Linked DNA regions of Gossypium hirsutum: region 1 is linked to region 2. Evidence: chromatin contacts called from public Hi-C data. All regions are on one chromosome and are shown on one strand. Each heading gives the region's core, a stretch centred on a gene start, on an enhancer-like site or on the middle of the called end of the contact. The rest is flanking DNA. Distances are from core to core; before and after follow the strand shown.

Evidence for each region. A called contact is a pair of places that touch in the nucleus more often than the background predicts.
Region 1: a contact with region 2 is called in a Hi-C map of leaf, with 2.4 times the contacts expected there. The contact joins the promoter of LOC107888903 here to the enhancer-like site in region 2. A contact is called at or near these places in 4 of 34 Hi-C or Micro-C datasets (all in leaf).

The regions. Positions count from the first base shown.
Region 1 is chrA09:55,226,261-55,232,477 of Gossypium_hirsutum_v2.1, reverse strand. It overlaps LOC107888903 (actin-depolymerizing factor), which reads left to right and starts at 1,683. Exons shown (of 3, transcript XM_016813171.2): 1 at 1,683-1,981; 2 at 2,844-3,109; 3 at 3,339-3,790. The coding sequence starts at 1,967. The coding sequence ends at 3,489.
Region 2 is chrA09:55,071,865-55,077,873 of Gossypium_hirsutum_v2.1, reverse strand. No RefSeq gene overlaps it. Among protein-coding and RNA genes, the nearest start is that of LOC107888863, 7.5 kb to the right of the region's middle. Within about 2 kb of position 2,738, at least 3 of the 9 cell types and tissues checked have an H3K27ac peak or open chromatin away from gene starts, as enhancers often do. A contact at or near this core is called in leaf, where this site is marked.

The sequences.
Region 1 (6,217 bases), core at 434-2,933, 160 kb before region 2:
TGTATTGAAAGCCAATATGTTGGTTTTTTTTATGGTTCATGTATAGCTCACTCACATTCTGGTTTTTGGCTGGTATAGCATGAATAGTGTATAGGCTAATCATATGCTTTTGTAATGTATATTTATCCAAATTGAAATGGGGAAATCATATGCTTAAATGATCAAATTTGTCCTTTTAGTCTTATGTTTATTGTCACTGCATTATTTACTAAGCTAAATTAAATTAAGCATAAACAACTAATATTGGTCATTACTTCCAAGCATAATGTTAAATTACATAAAAAAACAACTAAAATTGGTCATTAGTTCCAAACATAAACAAACATATGTTGGATCATTTTACATTCAATCAACATTTGCAACTGCTAGCTGCATATGCCTCTTACCACTACTGCCAAAAAAGCAACCTATGGTGATGCAGACAATACATAACATAGAGTAAGAAAATAATATCTTATGCATTGACTTCTCTTTCTCAATAACTTTAATTTTTTGTTTCATGGTCAACATTTTCTTCCTTAATGCTACTTCTCCTTCAACACCATAAACTGATATACCTCCTTCAACCTCAATGTCAACAACACTAGTGCTGCCATTATGGTTACCATCAAATGTAACCAAATCCATAACATTTTTTCTAAGTGCTAAATTATCCTTCAAAAGATTTCATTCACTGTCATGCAATTGACGCAGTAAGTCAGTTGCGTTGTTACACATTTTCCCATCGTACCACTTGAAGAAATCACAACCATTGTCCTACAAACAAACCCTAATTCAACCAAATTGAAATGATCCAAATTGAAAACAAAACAAATTATGAGACTTATGAAATCATCAAAATTGAACTCAAGCTCAATTTGCAAATAAAAAATCTTCACTTACCCGAAAATCTGAACAACCATAAAATCTCCTACTCGGATTTAAATCGCTCCATGAAGTATCTCTTAGAGCTAACTTATTGTAGTGATATTTTACTGCTGGTCCATCGTAGACATACTCCCTTCGCAATGAAGTATTGCATATGACGATTTTTTCTTCGCAATGTGATATTTTATTGACTATTGGAACTATGTGAATCCATGATTTTAGACGACAGTGGAAAAAAATAAAAATTTCTAAAAAGATTAAGGATTTCACAATTTGGTTATAAGGGATTAAGGATGTAGAAAAATCCCTCAATCAATGATTCAAAAAAGAAACTGTTGAAGATTTTAGAGATTCAACGAAGATTTCAAATGTTATAGATTTAGGGATTTTACGATTTAGAGGTTTCACGATTTAGGGAATTTGACGAATTAGGGATTTTAGTATTTGGGGAAAGTTTTGAATTTGAGGATTTGAGATGATTTGAGATGATTTGAGGGATTTAGGGTTTTTTTGTTTTATGTTTATTAAATTTGTTTAATTTTTTTGCCACGTCAACGTTATTATTTAAATGTCTACCATATCATCACTCAATTAGAACACCACATAACCAAATTTTTGACCGGCTACTGACTAACAGTCATCTGATGGTTACCGTTTTAACTGAGTTGATGTTTGAAAAATCCGTTACGTTGAGGGCCAAAATCAGAAAAAAAAAAGAAGTTTGGGGCATATATCCAAAAGCTCCTAAAGGTTGAGGGTTTTTTTTGCAATTATGCCAAAATGAAATTAAAATATTGAAAAGCCAAATGATAAACGGCTACCTCCGCAAAGAAGATGATGCGTCATTGTAAGAAAAGAATCGAACACCACGCGCCTCCTTCCTTGCCTCTCAAAACACGCACAGATACGCTTTAATTACCATGTTTATCTCAAAAGAATCAGAATAAAAAATCCTTATTTTTTTTAATTAAAATTTCAAAATAGTTTCAAAAAATTTTCTTTCCATTTCTCCTTTTTGGTGGCTGCTTTTTCCCCTTATTTTCTCTCCATAAGAAGTCTTTTTCTCTTCATTCTCCCAATATCTTCATTTGAAGCAGCTATGTCTTTTAGAGGAGTATGTCTCTCTTTCTTTTCATTGTTTTACATCTGATTCAGTTTGGGTTCTTTTTGTTTTCTTTGGTTTAGCTTAAATTAAGTTGAATTTTTGTTTTTCCACCCTGAAATTTAAACGAAGTTGAGGTTTTTATTATATGGGTGTCTTCTATTTTGTTCATATTTTATTTTTTTATTTTTCTAAGATTGAATCTTCCATTGGCTAGTTAGATCTTAGCTTTTAGTTTTAGTTCTTGCATTTTTGGGTTCATGGAATAATGGATTATTAGCTTAGATTTGTTTTACAGTTCCATTAATTAAGATCTGGTTCAGTTTGGGTTCTTTTCAGTTTCTTTGTCTTAGCTAAAAATGAGTTGATTTTTTTTTCCTTGCTGAAACTTAAACAAAGTTGATTCTATGGGCAGCTTCTATTTTTGTTATAGTTTATTGGGTTTTTTTTTCCTATGCGTTTGTAAGATTGAATCTTCCATTGGCTAGTTAGATCTTAGCTTTTAGATTCTGTTCTTGGATTTGTTTTTCATGTTTGAGTTCATGAAATAGTTGAGTATTAGATCAGATTTGTTTTACACTTTAATTTTTATTGTGCATTTTCTTCTTCAATTACAATCCTAGCTCTGTATCTTGTTGTAAATATATGGGCATTATGATTTGAACCTAGATTAGGATGTTGAATTATGTTAGATTCTAGTGTCAGATACGGGTATGTATCTGATGCCAAAGCCAAGGTTTTTTGGATTTATTGAACGAAGTTTTCTTTTTTTGCTTAAAAATGGAATGATTTTTCTTTAATATAAGAAGTCAATACTAATCAATTTTGGTTGGAGTAACCATTAAACATTGAGCATTTGTTTCTGGTTTTTCAGGGAAATGCATCATCGGGCATGGGAGTGGCTGAACACAGCAAAAGCACGTACCTGGAACTGCAGAGAAAGAAGGTGTTCCGATATGTTATCTTCAAGATTGATGAGAAGAAAAAGGAGGTCATAGTTGAAAAGACTGGAGGTCCGACAGAGAGCTATGATGATTTCGCAGCCTCATTGCCGGAGAGTGACTGCCGCTATGCAGTTTATGACTTCGATTTTGTGACTTCCGAGAATTGTCAGAAGAGCAAGATCTTTTTTATTGCGTGGTCAGTTTCCTCTTTCAATTGCAAAGTAATCCCATTCCATTAATTTGGGCTGCATTTGAAGTACAAAGCTTTGTAATATTAAGTCAAATATTTTGCTTTGCTTTCTCTTTAAGGTTCAGAAACTCAAGTTCTTTGAGTGTGAAAATCATGGAATTAGTTTTAGTTTCTTGTCATCGACTTGTTGGAGCTTTTCTGCTCATCACCTTGGTTTCACCTTGTTCTTCTGCAGGTCTCCTTCTGTTTCGAGGATCCGTTCCAAGATGCTTTATGCAACATCAAAGGACAGGTTCCGAAGGGAATTGGAGGGCATCCATTACGAAATCCAGGCAACCGACCCGACTGAAATGGATCTTGAGGTGATTAGGGAGCGTGCACATTAAGTGTCCGCTCCCAGAATTCACATGCTTAGGAAAACTTCCTAGAGGTACCTTTAGGGTTGTTTTATGGTTCAATTAAATTGCAGAATTAAGTCGAGTTACCCGACTCTGACATAGTATGTCGTTATCATTAAATAACGCCTGAGAAGGCTGATTAGGAGGAGGATCAGGGTTGGAACATGGGAGGAATGTTGGGACTTTGGACTTCTCATTTCCATGATGCTTCTCAGGTGAAAAGGAGTGTGATTATTATGGATATTGACTCTTATTCGTGGAATGGTTTTTCAATCTCTTGTGCTTTTCATCTGAAACTTTTCTAATTAATTGAATATAAAAGTTTCTAAGGGTGATAATGGTTTGGTGTGATTAAGATATGGGTCTTTTGATTTTAAAATATAGGGTAAAGTACGAGAAATAGTCACTGAACTTTTATTTTTTATTTTGGTCACTAAATCAAATATCTTCGTCAATGAAGGTTGAGAGCAGTTTGAATAGATGGGCTTTTTTTTATTGGTCTAATATCAGTTTTAGTCTTTTAATGTTTACACATCAGTTTGATCTTAAATATAAAGTATTTAATAAATTTAGTTTTCAACATTTACAAAATAACAAACGTTTTGTTTTTTTAGCCTTTCAACTAATATCGTTTGTCAAAGTACTAAAAATGAATGGATAAAAAAGAAACGTTAACTTTATTAACTTGGCAGTTTATGTGCATACTATATCATTTATTATTTAATTTAAAAAAAATACAAACTTATAGAAATATATTTAAAAATAAAATATATGTAATATTATAAATCTTGTTTTTACAAATAAGAAACCATATTAAGTTCTAAATTGTCTTTGTCTAAAAATAAACAAAGTTCCCTTTTCTTCTATCTTTAGTAGTTATAATTACTAGCGTCGGTACTAGTGATTTCTTCCAATCACGTTGTTAATGATGTTCTAAATCTAAAATCTTGAAACACAACGTTGACATCTATGGCTTCTTCCAATAAAGATCGAGGTCAGTTTTTCAAATCCAAAATTTAGAAATATCAATTGACAATGCTTTGAACCAATGTCATTGGTCCTTTTATCTTTTCATACACTGTCGCTTGATGGGTTATTGTAAAAGAGCTCTATCGACAAAAAATTACATGAGTTTTGTTAGAATGATTGATTATGGATTTCTTTTTGTTTTGGTTGAAACAAGTGGTTTGACATTTTTGAAGTATTTTCTTTTTATTTTTAGTATTTTTTATTTAGGGTTGTGAATTTTTAAGATTGATGAGCAAAACTAAAATAGAGGTGTTAAGATCTAAATATATTAAGAGGGGGTGAATTGGCGTATTAAAATGTTTTCAAGAAAGGGAAAAAATCAAATGACTCAAGTATTTATAGTGGTTTTTTATCTCAATTGTCTACATCCATTACCTTCGTTTTCCTCAACTAAGTATTTCCCAAATCCACTAGATTTAAACTTTTAAGAACAATGTTTAATCTTACAAATTCCTATATTTTTAAAGGTAAGATAGAACCACTTTCCCTTAAGGTTTTCTACCAAAAACCTTAAGTAACACTTCATAAATGAGAGAAAAATAATAATGAATAAGATGATACCTTTAAAAGGTAGATAATCAACAATTAAGCACTCTCACACAAAGTTACAACACTTGAAATAATGATAGAAAACTTAATCCACAAGTGTGTACAAGAAATATTTAGTAAAAAATTGAGAAAAATTGAAAATTGAGTTCTTGGAAGTTAGACACTTGTTTCTTGTCTTTGTTGACTTCAATGAGGAGCCTTGACATTGTATTTAAGTCCTTTAACAACATTGTGGACGTTTGTAGTCGTTAGAAACAAAATGGAGTCATTGCAGTTATAAAAATCAGCATTAACTGTAGTCTGCAGTTTCGTTGTATCGGTAGAAGGAAATTTGTATTGGTAGAAGTCTTTCCAAAATATGACCATTGGGCTCGTTCTATCAGTATAAGTTATCTTGTACTGGTAGAACTCTGAGGGTTTCATTTGGTATCGGTAGAACTCATCAAAGTATCAATAGAAGTGCAGGGGATGCTGAACTTTGGCTACTAACTTGACTTGTTTCGGTAGAAGTCCTCAAGGTATCAATAGAAATGCAAGAGATGCTGAACTTTGGCTACTGGCTTAACTTGTTTCGATAGAAGTCCTCACGGTATTAGTAGCGTTTGGTTGTATCGGCGGATTGGACCAAGGTATCGATAAAAGTCCCAAGCCAAAACTACCTTGCTTACTGGAGTGCGTCCTACCGATAGAAGTTTGGGTTGTATCAGTCGAACTCCCAGTTCTATCGGTAGAATTTTGTAGCCTTTTCAAGGTCTTTTCATCTTAAGTTCTACCAATACTTGTCCACCTAAGTATTGGTAGAAGTTCTTCAGACTTCAAAAACTCGTTAAAAAATAAGTCAATCAAGGCCTTTTAACAATTTATTTTGTCCAACACTTTGGAAATAATTTTAAGGACTTATAAACAATTTTTACAGATTTAAGTAGGGAATTTTTAATATACTTTTTGTTATATCAAAATACTTGAAAAAATAGAGCTAACAATCTCCCCCTTTTTGATATAACAAAAGCATTTTGAAAAAAAATTTCTAACTCCCGCTATCTTAAACATTATTTTCAAAATAAGCTCCTTTTTTGAAAAAAAATATTTTAGATGTCATTTCATTTAAATTTCCAACTTAAAGAATTTGGCTTTAAGA
Region 2 (6,009 bases), core at 1,489-3,988:
AAGCGTTGTGTCCTAACTTACTGGATGTGGCGTTTTGTCGTTTCCAGATAGGGATTTCCAAAAAGGCTAACTTAATGTCAATATTTTGATACAAGTGAATCCCAATTTTCAAAATCAAAATATTTTAAAGAGGATTGTATCTTAAAATTTTTAAAATTTCCAACCTTAAAGACATTTGATAATTAATTAGGTACCAATTTTTAGGCGTTACGAAGGTGCTAATCCTTCCTCGTAAGTAACCGACTCCCGAACCCGTTCTTTTTATTTTGTAGATCAAAACTAATGATTTTAAAACAAAATGTTTTAAAGGTGATCCAATCGCACCTAAAAAGATTGGTGGCAACTCCCATTTTCGTTTCTCTTAAAGTCGATTCCCTTTTTCCAAAACTCAATTTTAAAAATGGTCTCGACAATTTTCATAGTTTTACTTTGTTTTTAATTTCAATCCACATGGTTTTATTTTGTCCATATTTTTTGTGATTTTGTTTTGTCCACTTTCTTTTCAAAGAAAACATATTTTTGTTCTTTTAAAATTCTAGTCATGTTTTGACATATACATGAGATTTGGCAATATAAAGGTGCCGCCAAATTTACTAGGAACAGTTTTTGAAGGGTTTTATTATGATATATTATAGTGATGGTAATAGATTCGAGATGATGAGGAGGATAGGCCATTTGAGACTTGATCTTTTGCGCTTCACTGATGTGGTGAGTTTATTAGGGATTTCGATAGTTTCCATGATTGATCAATATTCATCGTTAAGTGATGATGGTGGGTTGGGATGCAAATTTTAGCGATTTGATCAAGCTGATACATTTCTAGTTTGTTTATGAAATATTGCAGACTTGCAGTTACTATTAGTTTTTCCTTTTATAGTGATTTATTTATCCTTTAAACTATACGTCGTGTATTTGTATTATTATTGTTCATAATTCTAGTATTTTCTTTTAAAAAAATTCTATTTTTCTCATGTTACAATTGAAGTTAAAATATTTTATAATAATCACTTCATATTACCATATTTTATTTTATTTAAAATTATATGTATATCATATAATTGTACAGTATCCAACGTTAGGAAATTAAACTCATGAAAGCTTGGATCAAAAGTAAAAAATAAATTGATTGCGGATGGTGGAGATCAATGTCGAGCTTTTCGGTCATGACTGCTTTATAATCTAAGAAGATGGACGTTTATTTTCACAGGTTATTTACCTCGTCTCTTGTTTATGTCACACATTTAATTCCTAGTTATTCACCTCTTTAAAAAGTAATCCATTAATTCTTTAATCAACTCCTATAGATTATCTTAATTTGTATAAAATGATAATTAAAGTTTTTATTAAACAATTATTTAACACAAATTTAAACTATATTACTCTCGTTCTAAAAATAAATAAATAAACCCCTTTCACATCAATAGTTTTTCTCTCTCCATTTATTTTTTTATTTTATATTAAAAGTGTCAGGTGTGTTTGGTAAATTAAAAATTTAAGTGCTGAAAAATTAAGAATTAATTTTTATGGTTAAATTTTATAAATATTAAATTATATTAAAAATTATTTGATAAATTAGTAAATGTAAGTACTGAATATAATTATGTTATTTTATAGAAATAAATTCTAATTTTTTATAAATTATTTTTTTTAAATTTTACATATTAATATAATATTTTATATCATTTTGGATGAAAAATTAAATATAGTAATTTAAATATCTAAATTCTTTTAACAAAAAAATCATTTATTTCAATTTTTTAATGAATAAAAATAATTTAATATTTTCTACCTTAAGTAATAAGTAACCTACTATTTATCTTATTCAACACTTTTTATTGAAAATTTTATATTAAGTAAACAATTAAAATGATTATCAAACACATTTAAAATATTAAATATTGAAATAAAAGTTTTTAATATAGATGTTAGAAAATGTATTCGCTCTAGGCCTTAGAGCCATAGTATGAAAAAGTGTAAAAAAAACTTTCACTATTGACTCTACTATAGAGGTCGAGTATATGGTTGCTTCTGAGGCAACGAAAGAAACAATATGGCTTTAAAAGTTCTTAACCGATCTTGAAGTCATTCCTGATATAGAAAAAGATATAACACTGTATTGTGATAACAGTGCTGCAAGACGAAATATACTGACTGAAAGTATCACTTGATACAAGAGGCAGTAGCTGAAAGAATTATAGATGTGATGAAAATAACATCTAAAGATAACCTTATGGATTCGTTTACTAAGAATTTTGTAACTAAGAGTTTTATCAAACATGTCGAATGCCTATTTGGATCCAATACTTCATCCTTCAGTACAGCCTCCATCTCATTATGGTCATCGCAAGTCGGATTAAAATGAGTAACAGTCATGCCTTGAAAAACACCTAAAACCCGATCCCCTGCTACACCATCATTACCCAAAACAAAATCAATAGTTGAGGGAGAATAAGGAAGATCAAAATCTGAGTGTATTGGTTTGTCTCTATTCTGGTCCATCAAACCATTCTCCTTTAAAGCCCGATCCTGAACAAGCGAGCCCAGTTCTGCAGTTTTAATGTCTTCTCTAGGTTGGGTCGAAACCTCTTGTCCGTCCTTGCCACACAAAATTGGCAACATCCTTTCTTATTTTTCAGTTTAATTAAATTAAAAAAGCCCAACTCACTCATTTAGACATTTTCCTTGCTTTGAGCCTTAGTACCAACAACAACCCATTTCAAATGAATACTTTCCCGCCCGGCCTGTTGACTACCACTAGGCCCTATAGTCCCTTTTTTATTCCCCTGGGCCACGTTAAAACTTTGCCCAGATTTTACCTTAGCTTTTTTAAAAATATCTCTTCCACCACTACCCTTACCCCTTTTAGTAGAACGATTCTGTTTAATGTTAGGATCCACAAAATCCTCTCCCCTCAAATCTTTGCCATTTTCCTCTCCATCAACTGAACTCAGCACATTAAATCAGGACTTAACAATCTCATTTCTCGGACCACCCTAAGATTTCGCTGTTACTTTCTCTCTACCACCACCCATAGGCCATACTCCCCGAACCTGTCTGCACCAATGACAAGTTATATATGTTATGTTGATTTAAATTCAAGGACTATTTTTCATTTATTAGAAATAACTTTTAATGTTACTACACGTGATTTTATATTATTTTAATTCATATATTTTCTAACATATATTTGTACTCATTAAATGAGGATTAGTTTAATTTATAGTAAAGGTCAATTGATTTTGAAAAAGTAATTGTGAAAATAAAATAATAAAAATAAAAAATTGAATTATATAAAATTATTGAAATAATACAAAAATTTGGAACTATATAAAAATTTAAAAATAAAAGATATTTACACTAAATTAATGATCATATTTAATATAAAAATTAAAAAATAATTGTTAAAATTTGATTTTATTTTCATAACGTTTGTTTGCTTCGCATAGTGTAAACAATTTACAAAAAAGTTTAAAATATAATATTATAATATTATATTACCTCATCTTCAATTAAAATAATATTCTATCTCTCTCTAGTGCAATTGTTGTTTTAATATGATTCAATACTACCTTTTCGAAGAACCATTGCTTGCTCCATTCTTTTTTATATAATTCTAACTTTTTATTGCTTAAAATCTCCATTTTTTTCTTAGAAACTACTTGATTGAATATATCTAACTACTGGATGTTAATTGATATATAACTTTAGTACTAATTAAGTGATAACTAAGATGTTTAGAGTTCTATTCAATTAATAATTATATTTTACATAAATAAAAGTAACACATTTTAAAAAAATAAAAAGTCTTTTTTATAATAATTTCAAAATTAAATTATAATTATTTTTAACTAATAATTCTAAATTAAATTAAAATTATAATAATTATATTTTATGCTAAGAGTTCCATTCAAGTAATAATTTTATTTTAAAATTGCAACACATTCGTTTACATTAAACTTTTTCAAAATAATAATTATAAATTAAATTATAATATTTTTAAATGTATAATTATCATAACTTATCTCAATTTTTATTTTATGTCACTTTTTTAACTAATGATTCCAAATGAAATATTATAATTATTTTAAATTTCAATTTATTATTATGATAGAAAATAAAAGAAAAATATTTCTGTTGGTTCAAAAATTTCTCCGAACTCATCCTTATCTATATGTATGTATATATTAGAAATAGCTCAAATTCGATTCTAACCTAATACTTGGATTAGGACAAGGGAGAAGTTAGTAAAGTAAAGCAAGGTAAAATATGAGAATTCAGGGTAAAAAGTGAGTACAGGCAGGTAAAAATATGACTTAATATCATTAGGGCTGACCAAGAGTCACTGCGATATTAAAAGGAAAAAAAAAAACCTTATGACTTTTTTATCGATCAGGTGTTTGGGTACAGGCTCGATGTGCTAACATAGATAGATTTGACAACTTGAATTTGTGGGCATCACAATGCTATGGAGTCAGTTTGGTGCACTAGCACGAACAATTTGCTTGAAAATTTTTATCTAAGTCAAGCCCCATGGCGCCTATGGTCACACCAAAAAGACATTTTTCTTAAATTTTTTTCTGAAAATTCCAAGTATCTCTGTGCTCTAAATGAACCTTAATACCTCCTTAGCCTTACTTTTTGTAACACTCCACCTGGAAATCAATTGGGTGCAAGATGTCATATTTGTTACTAAAGCAATTCAAGCAAACAAAAAGAAAGACTTACTAAAGCTAAAAATTGAAAACAAGTGTGGCAATTTAAGTTAAAGAATTTTAAGAGTATTAAATGCACTTAAATTAAGTCAATCGAGCCCACATATAACATTTTGGGGTCAAAAGTGGTTAAACATGGAGCTAGGTTACTAATTTTAGGATAAACTAACAAAATACAGGACTATATCTCGATACAGTGAAGTCATGTCTCGAGACATGCCTCTTCTGTTTTTGAATTTTAGTTTTAAAGTTTTGAAACAATGGAACCATGTCTCAAGACAATGACCCTTATCTCTCGAGACAAAGCCTCATGTCTCAAGACCCTTAGAAGAATTCTTACTAATTTAGCTTCAATGTTTTATGCCTCAAGACTTGATACCTTATGTCTTGAGACAAACAGATCATATCTCAAGACATGTACTTAGGAAATGCATGAAATACAAATTTTTGTTCTTGAGGTCTTGAGACATGTTCTTGATGTCTCGAGACACCAACCCAAAAATGCAAAATTTAAACAATGTATGTCATGCAATCAGACCTCTAGAAACACCTAAACACATACAACATGACAACATACAATCAAATCAATACCAACACATATGATATGTGAAATCAAGACTAACACATAGAATCTCAAGATAGTTAATACAATAAATCATGGTTTCACTAAGAAAGTAAATTATAAGCCAAAACCCATTCATTCAACATATAAAATTTGCATCCAAAATCCAATTTAAAAGGTAACTAAAAGTCTTCATAATATACCATACCATACTATTTATGCAAAAATATAATAAAGCTATACTTCAAGTATGAAAATTCACCTAGAGACGTATATATAAAAAACTAGCCAAAAAAAATTACAAAAGACCAAAAGTGTATAGCTCAAACTCGAGCTTGGATGTTACCAACACAAGATCCATTACACATACTCACCCTTGTTACCTACGCACAGTACAAACAAACCGCAAGCTCAACATATAAAGCTTAATAATGCTAAATAAAAACCAATGTCATAATATAAAATTAATAAACAATAAGAAATCTACATTCACATAGCCATTTAAACATCAACTAGATTCTTATTACTCTGAATTCCATGTTTCAGTTCAAATTGTTCAGCAATCCGAAGTATGGTTAATATCATAAGAACATCACACATCCTTTTTCCATAACATATATCCTTCATCAATTTCTAGATCCTAAGTAACATTTCCATAACAATTTTAATTAAATTATGTCTTTATTAATCAACTCTGGAACAAGAAGGAGTACAACCTATCTTTTACTCCTCCTC